2 separate regions of the Oryzias latipes genome follow, and region 2 is linked to region 1. A link is a contact called in public Hi-C data. All regions are on one chromosome and are shown on one strand. Each heading gives the region's core, a stretch centred on a gene start, on an enhancer-like site or on the middle of the called end of the contact. The rest is flanking DNA. Distances are from core to core; before and after follow the strand shown. Region 1 holds the start of LOC101172901 (transcription cofactor vestigial-like protein 4). Region 2 holds the start of LOC101173390 (interferon regulatory factor 4).

The links. Hi-C and Micro-C count contacts between places; a contact is called where the count stands out from the background.
Region 2: a contact with region 1 is called in a Hi-C map of embryo, with 1.9 times the contacts expected there. The contact joins the promoter of LOC101173390 here to the promoter of LOC101172901 in region 1. A contact is called at or near these places in 3 of 5 Hi-C or Micro-C datasets (embryo, fibroblasts and gastrula embryo).

Annotation. Positions count from the first base shown.
Region 1 is chr7:17,706,849-17,711,013 of ASM223467v1, reverse strand. It overlaps LOC101172901 (transcription cofactor vestigial-like protein 4), which reads right to left and starts at 2,139. Exons shown (of 6, transcript XM_004070792.4): 1 at 2,029-2,139; 2 at 1,360-1,506. The coding sequence starts at 1,441.
Region 2 is chr7:17,869,188-17,873,352 of ASM223467v1, reverse strand. It overlaps LOC101173390 (interferon regulatory factor 4), which reads right to left and starts at 1,932. Exons shown (of 8, transcript XM_023956722.1): 1 at 1,015-1,932. The coding sequence starts at 1,185. It overlaps LOC101173146 (bone morphogenetic protein 7), which reads right to left. Exons shown (of 8, transcript XM_011477302.3): 8 at 3,628-4,165.

The sequences.
Region 1 (4,165 bases), core at 890-3,389:
CAAATAAATTAGATAGAGAAATGTATTCAAAATAAAAACTGAAACTCAAAACTAAAATTGAAATTATTTCAAAATGTGGTTTTGAGATTATTTTACACAAAAAAGTATTTGACCTACACTACCTTAAAAATCTTTTTTTTTTTCCAGCCAAGACCACTTCAATTTGTTTTTTATCGTCTTCTCACAACTGAGGTCGTGACCACGCTCAATAATGACGATGCCTGCCATTATTTTAACACAAATTTGATCGCAAACTCTTCAGATGTGTTTGTGAAAGTTTAGCGTGGGTCCGCCAGTTTTGGTCTCTAGGGAAGCAAGTCACGCTGACCACGTGGTGCAGACAGAGCCAATCAGACCCGTCGACGCATCCGAAAGCAACTAAAACGTCCCGTCATTGGTCAATTAAGCCGGGAAGACGAAAGATGGCCACGACCATAGAGGAAGCGATCTGCGGAGAAATATAGAAAATAAAGCTAAAATTAGCTGATTTCAGACCATTTTCTAATCCGGAAAGCGATTTGTCCGTAGAGATCAGGTCTTTATTTCCCGGAAAGTACGTTCGGTTTGCTCAAAAACCCGGATTTCCGGGAATTCCCGGAAGACTTTCATCACTGAAAAACAAAATATATATCTACCAGGTACTTTCAACAAATCAATTTTTCTTCAAAGCAACTACCTTAAAAGGAAGCAACAAGCAGCTTTTCTGTAACTATTAATATTTAAAAACTAATTATTGACAGTTTCACCTTTTTTCAGTTCACATTGCTTGATACACAAAAAAATGTTTTCTCCTAACCAAAAAATAACGATAATAATAATGATCACTCTTATATAATGGGAATGTATTAACAAATTTACATTTTATTGAATTCAGGTCAAACCGGGTGACGTAAAATATTCCATTTCAATTTCAAATTAATTTTAAAAAGTCAATTAAAAAAGTCCTTTGTTTAGGCAGCAATAATGTCCTGATTGTCAGTATTCTGACTGACTAAAAAGTTTATCATACAAACAGTATATTAAATAACCAACTTTGCAGTATTTTTAAGTATAAAAGTATACATTTGCGATAGGTCAAGTGAAATTTTGAAAAACGTTAACGTAAAAAGCGCCAAGTTATTATATGATTGCCTGTAATTTAAACCCTTTATGTTAAATGTAAAATACTATTAAACGCAAATCAATACTTTTCAAGTAAAAGATGAAAATGTTTGTTTGGCTTGTTCAGCCAAAACAAATCAATAAATAACTAATACTAGCACAAACTAGAAACTATTATGCTAACATACAAAACACAACAGTGCGTGTGCCATTCAAGCCGACGTCACCCCCCACACAATCACAAAGAAGACAACAAACCTTCGTAGTGTAGTCTCCCAATGTTATTGTTCATCTTGTCCAGGAACTGAGAGTTCAACAGGTCCATTCTAGTACATAGCATTTACACGTACAGGCTAGTGGCTAACATTGATGTTAGCAGGCTATTCCGCCGCAGATAAATGTTCCCTGAAGAAGGAGCAAACGAAAAAATATGTAGTTGAGAACGATAAATATGTTGTGTTTGGTTTAAAACACACGAATGGGTTTTAGGATTTGTTTACTGAGTCTCCCAACGTAACATTAACGTTAGCAAATGCCACGACGCCCACGAGCTAACAGAAGTACAAAGCTAAACCAGACTAGCTTGAAGCTAACCGCTACAACGCCAGCTTAGTGGGGAAACTAAAAGGAAAAAAGTTAACAGTAAAATATGAAGTTATAGTTTATGTCACTGCATACATAATTTTAAAAAAGAAAGAAACTTTCCTCACACTTAAAGTGTTGTTTAACTATTGTAGCAGAGAGCTAAATCAATAAATGTAGTTGTGGCGACGACACAAACAACTAACATGATTAGCACAGACGCTAACTTTCTCAAATCAACTACTGAACACTGAAGAAAAAAACTCTGTCACAATTCTTTACTGGTTTTAAAAAGGCCTTTCGAATCAAAAAAGTAATTTTCATAGTTTAAATAAATAAACATACTTAATTGATGAAAAAGATGATTTTAAAATCACGACAACAGCATAGTTCTCTTCGTCTGTCCTTTCCTTCTATCACCGGACTCTCGAACAAAAGAGAACCGAGCAGCCCTAGCGGCGACACCACGGAACTGATCGCAGCACTACGGAGACCATCTCTGACGGTCTGATTCACGTCAAGATTCAAGATTTGCTTGATTGTCATTCCACACATAGTATTTGCAGAGAAATACAAATGTGAGACGAGATGTTGTTTCTTACTAGCATGGCAGTGCAAGGAAGCAAGCAATAAAAGCAATCAAAGAATAAAAAAATAGCAGTAAAATAAGAAAAACAGAGATGCAGTAGAATAAAATGAAAATAAAAATATAATTAAAATGAATGGAGACCAGCATTAACTGTGACTAAAGTGACCTTATGTGCGTTTTACAGCAGTTTTTTTTTTTTTTTTTGGGGGGGGGGGGGGGTAATCCTTTTGGTCTTACTGCAGAGTGGAGTTTGTGAGAGCATGAATAGATGAGGAGGACAGTCCATTCAGCAGTCTCACAGCCTGTGGGAAGAAGCTTTTTAGCATCCTGCTGGATCTGCAGCTGATACTGCTGAACCTCCTCCCAGATGGCGTGAGGGAGAGCAGTCCATGAGAGGGGTGCTGGGGGTCCCTAATGATGGTGGTTGCTCTGCTCGTATAGCTCCTGCAGGATCGGGAGAGGTGCACCAACGATCTTGCTCGCAGTCTTCACAATCATGCTGAGCCGTTGTTTATCCTGAACGTGGCAGCTGCCAAACCAGGATGTGAAGCTCTGTGTCAGGATGTTCTCAATGGTGCCCTTGTAGAAGGTGATGAGGTGAGGTGTTGGAATTCCAGCCTTCCTTAATCTCCAGAGGGGATTGAGAGGCTTCTGTGCTTGAGTTGGTGGAGGAGGACAAGACATTAGTGAGGTGCACCCCCGGGAACTTGACGCTGTCGACCTTCTCCATAGCAGCACCATTTATGGTCAGATGAGTGTGGTGATTGCCAGATGTTCTGAAGTCGGTCACCATTTCTTTTGTTTTGTCCACATTGATCTGGGGGTTATGGGATGCACACCACAGTGCTAGCTGCTCCACTTACCATCACTGTCCCATCAAGAGTAACACATTTCCGTATTTTAAAAAAGTGCACACAATGAAAAAAAAAGTTAAACTGGTGTCATCAAAGAATCACACGCCTTTCCTTTTTTCTTTTCTTTTTTTAACAGTCGACCATTACACAAATGCTTAATATGTCTCCTGCAGGAGCAAAGTTTGCTCTACTGCAAAAGCAGAAAGTGGTTTAACCCTCATGCTATGGGCACTTCAACGTGCACTAGACAGTGCGCTGAACCTTTTTTCTTCAATGATTTGTGATCTTCACTGGTGTCCATGGATTACATGAAATCCTCTTCACTTTTATCCACCTTTGTCATGGTAGGGATAACACGTCAATGTAAGGGGGTCATATGATAGCACAAGGGTTAACATGTCAGAGGCTTGGAATTGGAACAATCAATGCCCAGATTCACCAGCAGATGTCGCTGTAAGACACTGATTTGTAAAGGGTGCAGCTTAATAATAATTTGATTTTTCTGCGCTATAAGTTGACATGTTTTGCTTGTTTGTTTTTTTAAACAAAATTCAACAGAGGAATAGTTTTTTTAATGAAAAAAAAGCTTTTTAAAAATCCAGTTGGTACTGATTCAAGCTGTACTTCACTGAAGTAACTGAGAATATTATGAAGTCTCTTCTAAATTTCCATTCCCATTGTCTAACAGTAAACATTGCATCTGTTTTGTCAAAATAATAGCTTTACATAGTCAAATGTGCAAGAAATGTTATTTATATAAATGTATAATTAAGTACATAAATATAATATTTACCAATATATTTAAGTTATTGCTTAGAGAAACTTAAACATTTATAGTGACATAAATATGATCATAAATAACATAAAGTTCATAAGAGTTGTGTACATGTTTAGAACATTAATTATTTGTGACCACAGAGGAAAAAATAAATGTAAATGCAGTCTGAGTGTACCTATTAATCACTTGAATTCATATATGCATTTAATCTAACTTGTCTATTTCAGAGATTAATGGTGAGCCCAAAGCAAAGATTTATTA
Region 2 (4,165 bases), core at 683-3,182, 160 kb before region 1:
TTTCTTTAACGTGCAATAAAGATAAAAAACATTGTTTTTTTTAAACCTTAGGTTACATAAAAAAATTTGTGTTTACATTTGTGTTCATTTTTTTCAATATTTCAATTTCAAAATCGGGTGAATTTCCCCTTGTGGGATTAATGATATTCTATTCTATTCTATTCTATATTAGAAATAATTAAAAAAAATATATTCATTCTCCTATAATATCATTATAATGCAAACTAAAATAACAAGTGGTCAAACTAATATACTTACGCTCAAACCCACTTAATAATAAATATTTAGGAATTAAAGTTGTGTTCTACATTTCACAATGCTTGTAATTCTCAGCTTTTATTTAAGAGTTATTATTCTAATAATTGTTATTATTAAAAGTTTGCAGGAACTCATTCTTTTTGGATTTTAGGTTTGTATTGATGCAATTTACAGACTTCAGACACTTGTGGTAAAATGTAGACAGAAATATTAAATCTTTCCCTCCTAATTAAAAAAAAATCTTTGAATCTGAAATAACTTTCACCCCCTTACAAAAATCAAACATCATTATTAAAAGAAATACAAGATTTGTAAATATAAATATATTCTTCATGTAATCATCAGTTCATAGGTAGATATCCTCTATTTTTGTGCCGGACTCTTTAAAAACGAATAATTTTTTTCTACAGAAAGGAGTACAATTTAAAGGTGCGTCACGTGCGTCAGTGACGCAAAACCAGAAAAAAACGCACGACTCCATCCATTGCTGCAGTTTTGAGATTGTTCATTCATGTAAATTACAAGGGAACAACATTTATGCACGAAAAAACGTTATTTAATCATCAAAAATATTTTTTTAAAGAGGAAAATTGGAAACCTAATTGCACATATGCACTGTAACTGGACATGTAAACTTTCAATTGATTCAAATACATCTGTAACTTTTTTTTCTCTTCAAATTATACAATTTTGGAGATCTAAAACTTGAGTTCCACGTCCCGAGTGTCCCGAAAGTTTAACTTAAGTCGCGTCGACCTTGAACAGAGCCGCATCCTCCGTCTGCTTGTAGTCCTTCTTGGCTGCGTGTTTCCACGGGATTCTGAACATGGTTTTGGCCTCGTCCTCCCAGCACAGGCCCTCATATCTGCCGCTCTCTATCTGCGCGACCAGCCACTCTTTCAGGTGCAGCTTTGTCCCTTCATCCATCTTCAGCACATGCTCCACGGGAACCACTCTCACATGTCACATGTGCACAGCCGCTCCGAAAATACAATCAAAACACAAACGAAAAAGGCGGCCCCGATCACGGTACTCCTACCGCAAGTTCTCACGTCGAAATGAAGTACTTTGGCTGACCAGATCGATAGGTTTAGGATTGACTGGTCTAACTGCAAACTTGAATGCAGAAGTCACGGATAAAAGTGCGCTCTTCAAGCGAAAGCGAAAGCTTTTTTTTTTTTTTTGAGACACTTGATACTTTCAGTTTCCGTTGTTTGCTTTTAAACTGAAGAAACGAATCGCTTCTCAGTTAACTGACTGGAGGCGTTTGAATGAACATTTTAACCTACAAAAATATAAATGTTTATGCAGTTTTTAAATGATCTACATTAAAACACCCCAATCTATCAAATGACACTCTTCGGAAACCCTTTGTGTGTTTGTCTTAATAGTTTTAGGATTGTGATAAGACTAGAATAAAAGAGAAAGTGAGTTTTTAGGTCAAACCAAATCCGCAAGTGACCTGCAGGTTATTGACAAGAATGGAAAACGCAAAGAAAAAGTCGAAGTGAAAGATTCATTTAAAGAGGAATGCAGCAGGCTGCGTGGGTGGAAGTTTCTGTTTGACACACAGGCTCCTCCTATCAGCCAGGGAACTGTCAGCCCGATGCCTCAGGTGTGCTCAACAGGTACGGTGGAAAGCGAGACCGAAAATTATACCCGAAGTCAAAGTGGAAGAACTTGAAAAAAAAAAGACATCTAAGTAAATGATTCATTAAATTAAACAAGACAAAAAAAAGGAGAAGTTGTAAGCTCCTGTCCCCTCCAGCAGAGAGCAGCATTCAACACTTGTGTTTGAGATTTTCTTCAGTTAGATTAAAATAAATGGTTTTACCCACACACACATACATAATATATATATATATATATATATATATATATATATATATATATATATATATATATATATATATATATATATATATATAGATAGATAGATAGATAGATATCTATATATATATATATATATAGATAGATATCTATATATATATATAGATAGATAGATAGATAGATAGATAGATAGATAGATAGATAGATAGATAGATAGATAGATAGATAGATAGATAGATAGATAGATAGATAGATAGATAGATAGATAGATAGATAGATAGATATTCTAAGTTTTAGAATAAGGTTTGCTGGCTATAATTTTTTTTAAATGACAACAAAGCACATAACAGACTGCACAGACTTGCTTTTTGATTTTTGTAACACGCAAAAATTACAGCAGCATCAGAACTACTCTTTATGTGTAAACAATTTATTTGACTGTTTTAATTGCATATTTTCTTTACACATTCCCATTTTTTTACTTGATAATTGCTGTAAAGTAAAAAAAAAGTCAATTAATTGCATAAAAAATGTAGTTTATTTTATTTTATTTTAGTTTTTTTAGAAAAGCTTAAACGTTTATTATTATTATTATTATTATCTAATAGCTGTCTGTCTTATCTCCAATCTCTTAAAAGTCAGGATTGTTTTTGTCTATTTCATTTGAATGTTAAATATTAGAATTGTAAATCTATTATTGCTTAAATAAGACATGAATATAAATGAAATAAATCAAAAATAATTTCATTCAAATGTAAATTACCCTGTGATCCAGAAAGGGATATAGCAGATTAAGAAAATGGATGGAATGGATGGATATGCATTATTACAATTCATAAAGCTTCCTTTTTTATTTTACAAACTTTGATTTTCAAAGTGAATTTTGTTACAACTTCTGTTTGAGAGGATGCTATATAAATAAAGTTGCAAGAACTCTGGGTTAGCTTTTGTCAAACCTAAAAGCATGCAGAAACAATCAGTCTCTATTTACTGGCTCTGGTTTATCTGACCATCTTTTGCATATGACCGTACTCTATCTATGACATCTCTTTGAGGCTGTGACTCATATTTCCTCACGCAGTAAAGCATTTGTAATTGGTTTGAGGCCCATCAATTGCTTTTTTTATGTCTTTTTGTCATCAACTTTTCCTTTAGTACTGTTTTGTATCACTTCTATATGCTGTGCATCAGAAATGCAAAAGAATCATATCAGCAATTAGCAGTTACGTGACACTATCAGACCAAAACACAATGCAAGCTTCATATTAATCACAATCAATGCATGCGCAGAAAAACCTCAGAGAAACAAACCACAGATAGAGACATGACCACACAGTGTTTGCTTGACAAGTTTCAGTTTGCTTTTCATCATGGGAACATTGATGGCAAACCTCAGCCCAGCAAGTCAAACGATACGTCCACAATCCCAGCAAATATTTATGTAACGAAATATAAGGGATTGTAAGAGTATTACATGTTGTCCTCCCACCATAATAACTCTGCTTTCCTTCAAATTACACAAAGAAATCTCAAACTGGGTTTGCTGTTTTTTGTTGTTTTGTTTTTTTCCCTCCCAAGTTTATTGCTTCATCAGTTCAGCAGTTAGAATAACCATTGGAGCCAACTATGGAACAATGCTGCTGGCTCCCAATAAATAAAACCCCTATTTTTTACTTTTAAATATGTCGGATTACATTACAGCAGAGAAAAACAAACCTGAAGATGCCGAGAATGAGCTCCTGCCAGCCTCTTTTCATTTGACTTCCATTGTTTGTGTCCAGTTAAGAAAGAAATCAAGCAGCATCATATATATCAGGGAAAAAAACACACATCCGGGTGACATACCAGGAAATAAATACACTTGCTTTGTTTAAAATAAAAATAAAAAAATATTTACACACTATCGTACACGAACTACAGAAACCTCCCCACCTTTCTGATTTTATACACATGACATACTAAAGTATAATTATAAAAATGATTGACTATACAGTACAGTCACTGCTGGAAATGCATACACAGTAGAAAGCACAAAGAATGTGTGTGTTGGGAGTGTTGGGAGTGTACACTTTAACAC